Regions from separate parts of the Sus scrofa genome. Here region 1 is linked to region 2. Evidence: chromatin contacts called from public HiChIP or PLAC-seq data. All regions are on one chromosome and are shown on one strand. The core of a region is the stretch at or near the end of the contact, and the rest is flanking DNA. Distances in the headings are between cores, read along the strand shown. Region 1 holds the start of UBE2S (ubiquitin-conjugating enzyme E2 S). Region 2 holds the start of PPP1R12C (protein phosphatase 1 regulatory subunit 12C).

Evidence for each region. HiChIP or PLAC-seq counts read pairs in DNA pulled down with a chosen protein or histone mark.
Region 1: an H3K27ac HiChIP or PLAC-seq map of alveolar macrophages shows a contact between it and region 2. The contact joins the promoter of UBE2S here to the promoter of PPP1R12C in region 2. A contact is called at or near these places in 1 of 5 promoter capture datasets (liver), 3 of 47 Hi-C or Micro-C datasets (embryonic fibroblasts and liver) and 1 of 2 datasets of contacts at active chromatin or transcription factors (alveolar macrophages).

What each region holds. Positions count from the first base shown.
Region 1 is chr6:59,568,710-59,574,808 of Sscrofa11.1, forward strand. It overlaps UBE2S (ubiquitin-conjugating enzyme E2 S), which reads right to left and starts at 1,775. Exons shown (of 4, transcript XM_021095037.1): 1 at 1,228-1,775; 2 at 458-605. The coding sequence starts at 1,230.
Region 2 is chr6:59,343,775-59,349,990 of Sscrofa11.1, forward strand. It overlaps PPP1R12C (protein phosphatase 1 regulatory subunit 12C), which reads right to left and starts at 3,403. Exons shown (of 20, transcript XR_002344812.1): 1 at 2,970-3,403.

The DNA of each region.
Region 1 (6,099 bases), core at 525-3,024, 220 kb after region 2:
AACACGCTGAACCACTGTGTGTGGTCCAACGATCACAGGTACTCATTTGCTTGTTACTGCCCTCTGCCCGCCAGACTGCACCTGGCTTGTTCTCTGCTTGGTCTTCAAAGCCCCTGACACTGACAGCAGGAAGGAATTTGCAATCGTCTAGCCCGCCCCCCCAGGCCTCTCAGACACCATTCCCACGTCCTGGCACCCTCTTCCCAATTCCACTCAATTCCTTCCCATACTTCTGGGTGTGAGGACACCCAAACCAGATAGGACCCCCAGGATTTTCTCTCAATTCTCTCAGAGAAAGTATACACAACTGCGATTTCCCGCCCTGCAGCCCATGAGCACCATGCGTACCAGGTGTGCCCGTCACAGGTCTGGCAGCCCACCTTATACTGAGAGCTTCCTATTCCCGCTCCAAGGATGCCAAGGATTTAGGAAGCGCACCTCCCTCACCCACACTCACCAGGGCCCTCGATGGTGACCTGCAGGTCAGTGAGGTCCTCCTCGTTGGGGAAGACCTTGATGCCATCAGGTGGGTCAGCTGTCAGTGTCGTCACCTCTTTGTACACCAGGCGGATAATGTGCGGGGGTAGGTTCTCCACATTGGAGTTCTAGATGTGGAAAAAAGGGGGCGAGCCATGGGCCTTTGGTCCTGGGGCCTCCTGCAGGACCTAGGATGCGGTGGCCGCCCTACTTTTCTTGCCCCTGCAGTCCTAGTCTGGCCAATCACCCCGAGCTCCCAGACACTCCCAATCCAGGGTGCTTCAGGCGATGGCTTCAGGTGAATCTCCCATTAGGAATGGAGCGGATCTCCAAGGTCTGGCGGATGACTCCACCTTCCCCATAAGTCCCTAAAGCCCATTCGTAGCCCCACATACGGACCCCCAGTGGTCCCGGGTAGGCCCGAGCCCTACCCCGGTGTCCTTCCACACCTCAACTTGGGAAGACCATCCTGGAAACCCCAGCTCCGGCCTGGAGATGGCGGCGGAGTGTCGTTACTCCCGGAACACCCACGGGCAGGCCCGAAAGCCCGGAGCCCTTCCCGGAGCTCAGCTGGGCCTTCCCCTCCCGCTCCGCCTACAGGAGGGCCCCTGGGCCCAGCCCTAACCCAGGACCCCCAACTGGGCCATCCAATCCCCCAGCCGCCAGAGAGATGCTCCTGAGACCCCATCTCCTCCTCCAGGAGGGCCCTGACCGCCCCCCCCCCCCAACAGGCCCGGACGCGACGCTCACCATGACTGCGGCCGGCCGGGGGCGGGTCCCCCCGGCCCCCTTCCTGCGCTCTCCGGCCGCTGGCTGGGGCGGGGGGCCCAATTGCCGCCGCTGCGGCCCTGGGGAGGCCCCAGCGGCCCGGCTCCGCGCCCCACTGCCTCCGACGACCGCCACACACCGCCTGAGCAGGTAAACCCGCCCCGGGCGCCCGACCGCACTAAGCCGGCCGCGCGCACACCGCCGCCCTTTTATATCCGCCCACAGGCCTCGCCCCCTCGGGGCCCCTCGCGCCGCGCCTCGACTCGTGACGTCAGTGCGCACACTCCTTGGCGTTCGACGAGCTCGCTCCCTTTCGACAAACTGCGGGCAAGAGCAGGAGAAACTGGGGAGGGGGCGCGGGGCAGGCTGGCCAATACGTGCGCACGGGGGTCAGGGAGGAAATCCAGGAGAAAGGAGAGGTAGAAAAGGGGAAGTAGAGAAGAGAACGGGAAGGGTGACGCGACCGCTGATTGGTCCGTTTGAATGAAACGCCGGCGTACGCGCTCGCGCCCTGACGCCCAGGAAATCGCGCACGCGACTAACGGTCGACCCGGGAGCCCGAGCCGAGCAAAGAGAGGCGGGACTTGAGGGGTTTTAAAAGGATGATGGAAGGCGGTCCGGCCAATGGGGACGCGCAATCGTGGCGTGGCGTCATGAGACACGCGGAGGCCAATCCCTACTGGAGAAGGCGTACTGGGGCCTTCTCCAGTAGGGAACGGGAGAATTGGAGAGCAACCAATGGGAGTCCTCCCTACCGCGGACCCAGGCGCTCGCAGCCAATTAACTTCGTTCGTTTCTGTGTATGCAGATGAGTGTGCCCGGACGCCTGCGCCCCTTCCTCAGCCTGTGGCGGGGGTGGGCACCGCGAATTGATAGACGTATTTCTGCGAGGCGCCATTTTGTGCTGGCAATGACCTATGACCCGTGTCCTGTGTTGGCAGAGGTTCCACGACCGGCCCCACCCCCACCCCCATGTGTGACCTCTGGCCCCGGCCAGGCCTCGGTTGCGACGCCGGGCGTCAGTTTACTCCTGTGAGAAGAGGAAGAGTCCCCTGGCCTTGTTCAGGGCGCGGTCCTTCTTGTGACTGACCAGGGCCCCCGGCCGGCCGCGCCCCGGCCGGGGCTCCCTCCGCCTGTCGGGGGAAGCGGCCCGGGGTGCCCCGGGGGGACCCTGTCCGGAGAGCCGGAGGCCGAGGAGCTGCGCGGCCTGCCTGGCCCCGGTGCGGTGCGGCCGCGGCGCCCGCCTCAGGGCCGCTCAGCCCCGGAGCGGAGCGTCCAGCTGGGCCACGGTGTCCCGTCGGGGGCCCAGCTTCAGGAAGAGGGAGCAGGACGGTGCCGAGACTCCCACAGCCTCGCGGTCTTCGTGCGCCGGAGGGGCGCGCGGGCGCCCCGCACCCGACCTGCAGGTTCCGCCCGCTGAATGCGGACCTTCCCGCCCCGTTAACACACGAGGACCCCGAAGGAAGAGGGGGGTCGAGTGACTTGCCCAGGGTCCCCCGTGGGGACAAGCAGAGGCGGCGGTGCAGCTGAGCTGTCCCAGCCGACGGTGACTTATGGCGAACCGGGGAGCGGTGGTGGCGTCCTCCGCGCTGACCGGGCCCGCGCCGCCGGGGTCCCCCGAGCCCTTGCCACGGCCCTGTGGGGCGCGTGTCGTGGGATGCCCCCCGGACTCCCGCATGCATTCAGTCCGCTTTTTCTGAGCACCTACCATGGGGCAGGCAGGATGCTGTGGGGATGCAGCAGAGTGTAAAAGGGACAGCACCCCGCGCTCCTGGAGAACCAGACAGTGAGCCAGTGTACCCCGCCAGGAACACAGCCTTTGCCGAACAGTAAGTCGGGGCCAGGGGCGTAGGAAGGGAGGGGGCGGGGGTCTGAGGCAGGATGATGGCGGCTGCAGGAAGGTCTAGGTGAAGAGCATTCCAGGGAGTTCCCATGTGGCGCAGGAGAAATGAATCCGACGAATATCCATGAGGATGGGGGTTCCATCCCTGGCTTCGCTCAGTGGGTTAAAGGTCCGGCCTTGCGGTGAGCTGGGGTGTAGCTCGCAGATGTGGCTTGGATCTGGCCTTGCCATGGCTGTGGTGTAGGCCGGCAGCTGTAGCTCGGCATCACCTCTTGGCCTGGGAACTTCCATATGCTGCAGGTGGGGTCCTGATAAGCAAAAAAAAAAAAGAAGAGCATTCCAGAAAAGGGAACAGTCCATGCAAAGGCGAGGTGAGTGGATGGTGTGTTTAGGTCACCCCTAGGAGGCCGGGTCAGAGGTGCTGACGACAGAGGTAAGAGGGGCAGCCGTTGCCCCACTGGCCTAGGCCCAGGTGGGCCAGGTGTTGTTTGCAAGCCCTGGGGAGCCAGTGGAGGTTTTGACTGGGCGGTGGGCAGGGACAGAGAGAGGCCCCTGGAGGTGATGGCAGCTTCCAGCAGGTTGGTGGCAGTGGGGATGGGAGGCCTGATGGGAATCGGCGAAGTCAGGGCCTGAGGGAAAAGTTAGGAATTGCCCGTCGTCTTAAAATTGGGGTCTGCGCGGCTCAGTAAAGTTCTTGCCTTTGCTGGGCGTTCTTCTCTGTCCCACCCTGCTCTGTTCTGCTGCCGTCGCGTCGGAGCAGCGTAGGAGATGGAAGGGGGTGGCTGTGTGCCAATCGGACTTCGCTTATGGCTGGAGTTCGCCGTCTGGGAAGGCTGCCCTTTACCTGAGCTTGAAATGCCCACAGGCCCCACCTCTGCTGAAAAGCTTTCAAGAGCCCCCAACACGCCGCATTCTGAAGGCATCCGAAACTCCCACAAGATCCATACGCACCCTCGCCCTGAGGCCCCCTTGGCCTTCCTCTGTCTGACCTGAGGATGTCACATCTGTGTCCCCCATGCCTGGAGAGGCCCCCCCCCACCTGTTCTCTCCTTGTCCCCCTCATGGCCTAGACTCACCTTATAATGTCACCTCTCAGAGGAGCCCTCACCTCTCCTCCTCTGCTTTGTTCACGTCTCCCTCGTTCTTCCTGGTCCATTGGAATGAATACTTATTTTTGGTCCCTGATCCTCTGACGAGTGCTGCCCCAGCAGATCGGGGACTCTGTCCTTCGCCCCTAGCAGAGTGCCAGACAGATCAAGGCGCTCCTTCAGCCAGTACCTACTGAGCACCTGCCATGTGCCAGGCAGCCTTCTGGGCGCTTGGGCTCTGTCCGCAGAGAGACAAAGATCCTTGCTCTTGTGGAGCTCACTGTGGTGAGGAAGGCTGGGCACAAAGGTGAAACCTGGCAAATAAGTAAAATACCTGCTGTGTTAGGAGGGAGGGAGTGCTGTGGGAGAAGAGAGAAGTAGGGCAGGGAGGGGCTGGGGGGACAGGTTATGCGGAAGCCAGGGGGCCAGGGAGGCCTCGCGAAGCAGGTGTCACGTGAACACAGGAAGTAAGCGACCAGCTTATCTGGGAAGAGCGTTCTGGGCCTGGGGAACCGCTGGAACGAAGGCCTAGCAGAGTCGAGGCAGTGCCAGGAGGCCAAGAGGGTGTGCCCGGGCTTGGGGAGGGGGTGTCCTGCAGGGCCTGGTTGGGACTGTGGTCTTGTCTCTGAGGGAAGAGGGAGCCACTGCAGTGTTGGAGCAGAGCAACGCTGTGTCTGACTCAGGTCTTTCCAGGTCACTCTGACTGCTGGGTGGAGATGAGAGTGAAGGGGGATGAGGGCAGAGGCGGAGAGCCCAGGGAGGAGGCTGCTGCACTAACTCTGAGAAGAGGAGTTCCCGTCATGGCTCAGTGGTTAACGAATCCAAGTAGTATCCATGAGGTTGCGGGTTTGATCCCTGGCCTTGCTCAGTGGGTTAAGGATCTGGCGTTGCCGTGAGCTGTGGTGTAGGTCGCGGACGCAGCTCGGATCCCGTGTTGCGGCTGTGGCATCGGCCAGCGGCTACCGCTCTGATGCGACCCCTTGCCTGGGAACTTGCATATGCGGCAGGTGCGACCCTAGAAAAGGCAAAAAAAAAAAAAACAAAAAAAAAAAAACCAAAAAAAACAAACCAAAAAACCCCAAGAAGAGATGTGCTAGTGGTCAAAGAAGATGTATAAATGGCCAGCAAGCACATGGCCAGAAGTTCAAGGGGAAATGCAAATCAAAACCCCAGTGAGATGCTGCTTGCCGCAGCCAGGACGGCTGTGATGGAAAGTGCTGATGGAAAGTGCGGTGACGATGGTCTTGGGGAGGATGCGGGAAAATGGGGACCTCACGAAGCAGGAGAGAAGGACGCCTGGTGCGGATGCTTCGGAAAACAGCCTGGCAGTTAGTTCCTCTGGTGGTTAAACCAAGAGTTGCCAGATGACCCAGCCGTTCCCCTCCTAGAAATGAAACATGTCCACACAGAAAGTCATACACGGATGTTCATAGCAGCCTAACTTAGAACAGCCCGAAGGTGGTGCAGCAGGTTCAGTCACTGCTGTGGCTTGGGTGGTCGCTGTGGTGCATGTTCAGTCCCTGGTCCCAGGATGTCTGTGGCAAAAAGAAAGAGAACCTAAAGTCAACAAACAAAAAAGCCCTCTCACATGTTCAGCAGCTGGGGAGTGGATAAACAAACCGCTGTGGTGTGTATGCTCAGACAATGAAATGTCGCATTGCCAGAGAGAGGACGCGGTACTGACACGCTGCGTGATGGATGAGCCTCCTCACCTCTCTGCTAAGGGAGAGAAGCCAGTCACACAGCACCAGGTTATGCGATCCCGTTGACGTGAAATGTCCCGAACAGTCGCAACCACACGCACACACAGTGGATTAGTGACGGCCTGGGCCTGGGGATGAGGAGGTGAAAGCTAATGGGTAGATTTCTTTTAGGGGCAGCGAACATGTAGGGTTGGTTGTGGTGGGAGTTCCCGTTGCGGCT
Region 2 (6,216 bases), core at 2,153-4,652:
GCCTGAGGCTGGGCACCAGGGATCCAAGAAGCCAGGCACCAGCCCCTCCTCCCTCAGACCACGAATCTGGGTCCCCAGATCCTCCCCCCCTCAGACCTGGGGGTCCAGATCCCCCACTAGGGCCGGGGCACAGGGCGGGGTTCGGCCTCCTCAGGCCCGAGGTAGGAGCTGAGGCTTGAGAACCCCTGGAGACCCAACTCGAGCAGGCGGCTGCCACCTGGGGACCTGCTCCGGGGAGGACGGGGAACAGAAACCGCAGTCCCAGACACCGTGAGCAAACATCCCGGTCAGATGCGGGGGCTTTCCTGGGACCTGGGGCTTTCAGAGCTAAAACCAGCATGAGCTGGTCCCCGGACACCCTCCGCTGAGCCAGAGCCCCTGCTTGCTGCTGACTGTGTGACCTCAGGCAGGGACTTCCCCTCTCCCAACACCCCTCCTGCAAAGCCCTGGCAAGTGAGTTCACGGAGGGGGAGGGGAAGGGGAGGGATTCCCCTGACAGGCCAGCCTGGAGCGTGCTTTTGCAGGGTTTGGGCCAAGGGGGATGTTGGGGACTGGGGCCTGGCCCAAAAAGCAGGGCTAGGAACCCCTCTGGGAAGGTCCAGGGGAGCGAGGGGCAGGGGTGGTGGCGGAGGAAAGGGGACACCAAAGCCTGAGGCTCCTTTCCTGGGCTTGCCAAGCTCTGAGACCGTGCAGCTCCTCAGGAAGTGGGCTGCTCCTTTAGATGGAAAAAAAATGTCCCAGATAGCACTAGGGCCTCTGTAGGGGACAGGCCGGGGGCGGGGGAATGGGGGGGGCCCCTTAGACCAGGGGCTGCAACTCCCCAACTGAATGCCTATGGCACTTGCTGAAGGATGTGCCAGAGCCCCACCAGGGAGAGCCTGGCTACTGGCCCTGCTAACAGCTAAGAAACCTGAGGCACAGAGAGAAAAGGCACTATTTCAAGGCCACAAAAGAGCTGAGGAGCTGAGATCAGAACAAAGGACTAGGGGTTCCCAAGGTTGCGGGTTTGATCCCCAGCCTCACTCAGTAGGTTAAGGACCCGGCATTGCCATGAGTTGTGGTGTAAGTCGCAGACTCAGCTCAGATCTGGCATTGCTGTGGCTGTGGTGTAGGCCGACAGCAACAGCTCTGATTAGACCCCTAGCCTGGGAACCTCCATATGCCGCAGGTGTGGCCCTAAAAAGACAAAAAACTGAAAAAAAGAACTAAGGACTAGAGAGTTCCTGTTGTGGCTCAGCCGATTAAGACCCCAGCATAGTGTGCATGAGGTTGCAGGTTCAATCCCTGGCCTCATTCAGTGGGTTAAGGATCCAGCGTTGCTGTGACCTGTGGCGTAAGCCGCAGATGCAGCTCGGATCCTGAGTGCTGTGGCTGTGGTGTAGGCTGGCAGTTGCAGGTATGATCTGACCCCTAGGCTGGGAACCTCCATATACCACGGATGCTGCCATAAAAAGAAAAGAAAAGAAAAGAAATAAAAAAAAAAAAAAAAAAGAGCTCGGGACTCTTCTATTTCCCTGAACTGCTCCTCTTCTGGGTACCTGCTCCTCTTCTGCTCCTCTTCTGGCTAAGGGGGCCTCTTCAGGCATCCTCCCCATTCCCGTGCCCCTACCCACGCTTCCTTCACAGGGTCCTCTCTGGGCCCCAAAGTAACCGAACCTGACGGGCTCTGGCAGGGAAGAGAGGCCTGGGGACTGGCCTGAGCTGGGAAGACTGGGAGGGAGACAGCCTCGGGGACAGAGGGAGGAGTAGAGGCTCTTCTGTGGCCTGTCCCCAAAGACCCACTGCAGCCAGGCAGGGGATGCGATAAAAGCCCTCAGAACCAGAGGGAATCCTGGTTCTGGGACATATAGTGACTCTGGCTCTGGAACACAAGACCAATGGAGGCAGAAAGCAAGGTGTTTTGGAAAGGTTTGGGGGCCCAGGTTGTGGAGAGAGAGGACCTAGCAGGGCTCTAGGTCCCCTGGGAAGGGGAAGTGACCGGGCCTAGGAGAACTGGCGGTGCACTCTGAAGGAGGGAGAAGCTGCCCAAAGCCACAGGAGGGCATCCAGGCAGAGAGAGCAAGATGACCCGAGGACAGACAGGTGGCCCAGAACCAGAAAGAGGAGGGTGCTCTGAGTGTGCCCAGAAAAAAGGGTAACGCTGCAGGCCCACACAAAGCAAGAGGACAGAGTGAAAGAGAAGTGTGTGGAGAAAGAGAAACATCCCCAAGAGAGAGCCTACAGTGCAAGGCCAGAGGTGGCACAGAGGGAGAATGAGGAGGGCACGCAGGTGAAGGGGGCAGGAGAGAGAGCAGGAGGTGAGCCAGGCGAGGGAAGCATCCACTTGAGGAGCAGAGCGCCTTGAGGGCGATGGCTCAGGAAAGAGCACCCTTACATGGCAACAGATGGCAGAGACCAAGGATGAAGAGCAGAAACCTGAAGGAAAGGGCATGGAAGGCTCGGGGGCTGGCCGAAGAAACGGCCCAGGCCAGAGAGCGGGAAAAGAAGCAGCACAGGCCCAGAAGAGAGGAGGAGGACGCTCAGGGAAAGTGGTACCTGCCTGGACTAGGGGAAACAGTGGGTACCGGTGAAGCTGGGAGAAGTGGCGGACTCGAGAAAGTGGGGCAGCATTCGATGGCAGAGTAGAGGTGGCACGGGCCAGGCTGGTTAAGAGCGCTCAAGGTGGGGAAAGAGCAGGGCGAAAGAGACAAGACGAGGATGGACTGGCCTGAGGCCCTCAGCAGTGGCTCGAGTCCGGAGAGAGGGCAGCGCAGGATGGCAAAAACCAGGCCAGTTCAAGTGGCTCAGGACTGGAAGAGGGGAGCTCCAGGTGGGTGGGATGGGAAAAGGACTCAGCACGGGATGATAAAGGACCGGGGCAGCATCGACGGTGCAGACCACGACTGGCAAGGGTGACTCTGGACTGGGAGGGAGGGTGCTCGAGGCAGCGCAGACCCAGGGCGGATCGGAGCCCGGGCGGGGGCGCTGACCTGGTGCAGGGCGCTGATGCCGTCGGCGTTGGTGGAGTCGAGCACGGCGCGGGCTGGCGGCGGGGCGGAGGGGTCCAGCTCGGCGTCAGGGTCGGGGTCGGCCGCGCGCAGCATCAAGCGCGCCTCGTCCAGGTCGCCACCCGCGCAGGCCGCCAGAAACTCGGCGGCGCGCTCGAAGCGCACGGTACGGGCGCGCCGTTCCCCGGGGCCCGGCTCGGCGCCTGCCCGCGCCCCCCACTGCCGCAACTGCTCCCGCCGCCGCTCACGGGCTGCCGCCGCCGCCGCCCCCGGGCCCGCCCCTGGGCCATCCTCGCCCGACATCGCGCCGCCCGCTCGCCCGCCAGGTAAGAAGCGAGCGAGCGAGCGAGCGAGCGACCAGCTCCGAGGCGTCGCCGACGCCCGCCCTCCTCCGGGCCGCCGGGAATTGCGTCCCGCCCCGCGCCGCCAGAGGATCTACCGGTCCCCGCCCGGCACGTGACGTCACCACGCCGACTCGGGGCCCGCTGGGAAATGGAGTCCACAGGCTGGAGAGGCAACCGGCAACCGCCTGAGGGCGGACCGCGGGGAACTCTGGGAAGTGGAGTCCATAAACGGAAATGGATCTCTGCAATAGTCCCGCCCCGAGGCACACTGGGAAATTCGCAGCTCCGCGGTGTCAAAAGGAAATCTGATTGGCGTGCTGGGAAGTGGAGTCTACAGGCGGGAGGTCGGCCCCAGGGCATGCAGGAAATGCCGTTCGCAGCATCCAGGTGACGAAGGGCTGGCCCCCGGGGACCTACTAGGAAATGGACTCGACAACCCGAAAAGTACAGAAGTTTTCCGTTTTCCCCTTTTTCATGTCATGTACTTTATTTACTTTGGGTTTGTCGCGCCCTTCAACAAGAAATAAGCCCCAGGAAGACCGGGATTTTTGTGTTGTGTGCTTTCCTTGTTCCCAGTACCTAGTAGAACGCGATCGGAAATAGTTTTTTGAATGAATGAATGAATGAGAGAACGGATTCTCTAGGTCGTGGGAAACACCAGGATACTATGGGAAATTGAGTCCGCAACCCTTGGATCATCAAGAAAATTGCAAGCCTTCCTGGGTGACCGCCCAGGGCATGCTGGGAAATTATGTATGCGGTACAAAGGTCATGACAATGGGCCGCTGGTCGCGCTGGGAAATGTAGTCCTAGGCAGAGCCCCCAAACACCCCAAGAAATAAGATTCGAGGGCAAGATAAGTCCAGAGTCCCCGAGTAACCCCTGGATCACATCGGGAAGGGAACCTGCGAGGTAGGATCCACAAATGAAAATGCCCGCAGAGCCTTAAACTGGCCCTCTCTGCCATTGCAATCACCCTGAGGCGTGGAGCACGCTGGGAAGTGTAGGCCGGGCTCTATATCCTCGCAAGCAATGCTGGGATTTGTAGTCCAGATGAGGCGTTCTAGTTGATGTGGCGGGCTAGTACGTAGCACCATAAAGCAAGAAATGAACCTTAGCTTGCGTGTTCGATTCCAGGCCTTGCTCAGTGGATTGAGGATCCGGCGTTGCCGTGAGCTGTGGTGCAGGTCGCAGACGCAGCTCGGACCCTGAGTTGTTATGGCTGTGGGGTAGGCCAGCAGCTCCCATTCAACCCCTAGCCTGGGAACTTACATATGCTGAAGGTGGGGACCTAAAGAGCAAAAGGAAAAGAAAAAAGAAAAAAGAAAACTATCCCCGTCTTAAGTACCTTGCACCTGAATCCTCATTGGGAAAGAGGTACGCACTTTGAGACCCGAACAAAGACCCCTAAAAATCGCAAAGAAAAGTGCTGAAATGCAGACACAGGCGAGATTCTTTTTCTTCCAAGGAATGTCAGAGCAGCCTACATACAGGCTCTGAGGTCCTTGGGGGTGGGTTGGGGGGACTGTGCAAAGAAATAAACTGCAAATCCATCCCATGAGATCTGGAGACCGTGGGGATGGGCACGAAGGGGATCCAGTCCTGGGAGCTCTTGGGATGTTGAGTCCCACTCAACCTACACACCCAGGGAGATTAATCATCCATCTGTGGTTATGTATATTTCTGTGCCTGCGCGAAACGGTGATTTTTGGGTGTTTTGTGATCGCGTCTGCAGTTGAATGCAACCTGATTTGGGTGCTCGTGTTTATGGTGTCTGTAAGCTTTGGTGTAGAGCGTCTATCTGTTTGCGGCCTTTATTCATTTGGGAGACATAATATGGAATTTCCACTTAACCCCCACAACCTACGATGGGATGTGTTCCCACCACAAGCTCTATTGGCAATCTTTACTTCTGACGGCTATATTTAGACTTTTCACCTCTTTATGACAAATGGTTAATACCAGCTCTGATTTAGCCAGGCCCGGGTTTGAGTCTTGACTCCACCCACTTCCTAGCTCTGGGACCTGGGCTAGCTCTCTTCCTCTCTGCCTCTTGAGTTGTGGAGCTGCTGTACATGCCTTTCTCACAGGCAGGCGCTGTTGGCTCTGTACAGGCATTTTCATATTCCACTCGTTAAATTCTCTTCTGCACGTCTCTTTTCCTTGGTGAAGGCTTTTTCACTGCTCAAGCCTGCTGTTTTCTCTGAATGCTAACACTGGAATTTTGATGCTTAACCTTGGAACCTCAGGCCCTCCTCAGGCTGATGAAAATAACCTCAGAAAGATTAGAAGGGACTGGTCCCTCTTCCCCTGCGACAGGCAGAAAGACAAACACTCCTCTGCATCATAAAGACAGTTCAAATAAAGGGATGTGCTGAGAACATTTACAAAGTATCAAGCTGACTCCCTCCCGTCCTCCTAAGAAAAATGAGGTGGCATATTAGAAGTCAGTTCTTATTTCAGTTACTTCAGCTGTCCTTGGAAGAGTTATTTACACAAAAGAACCCGCCTCCCTTTTATTTTTGGCTTTTTTTTAGGGCTGCACCTGGGGCACATGGAGGTTCCCAGGCTAGGGGTCAAATCAGAGCTGTAGCCGCTGGCCTATGCCACAGCCACGGCAACGCAGGATCCAAGCCGCTTCTGCCACCTACACCACAGCTCACGGCAACCCCAGATCCTTAACCCACTGATCGAATCCATGGATCGAACCCACACCCTCGTGGATGCTAGTTAGGTTCATCAACTACTTAAGCCATGATAGGAACTCCCTTCAGCCAGGTTCTTAACCCACTGCACCACAGTAGGAACTCCAAGAGATGTTTAATATATAAATAAACATGTTAGTGCAGGACTTCTGCTTGGAAAACTCTGACTCCCCATTCCTT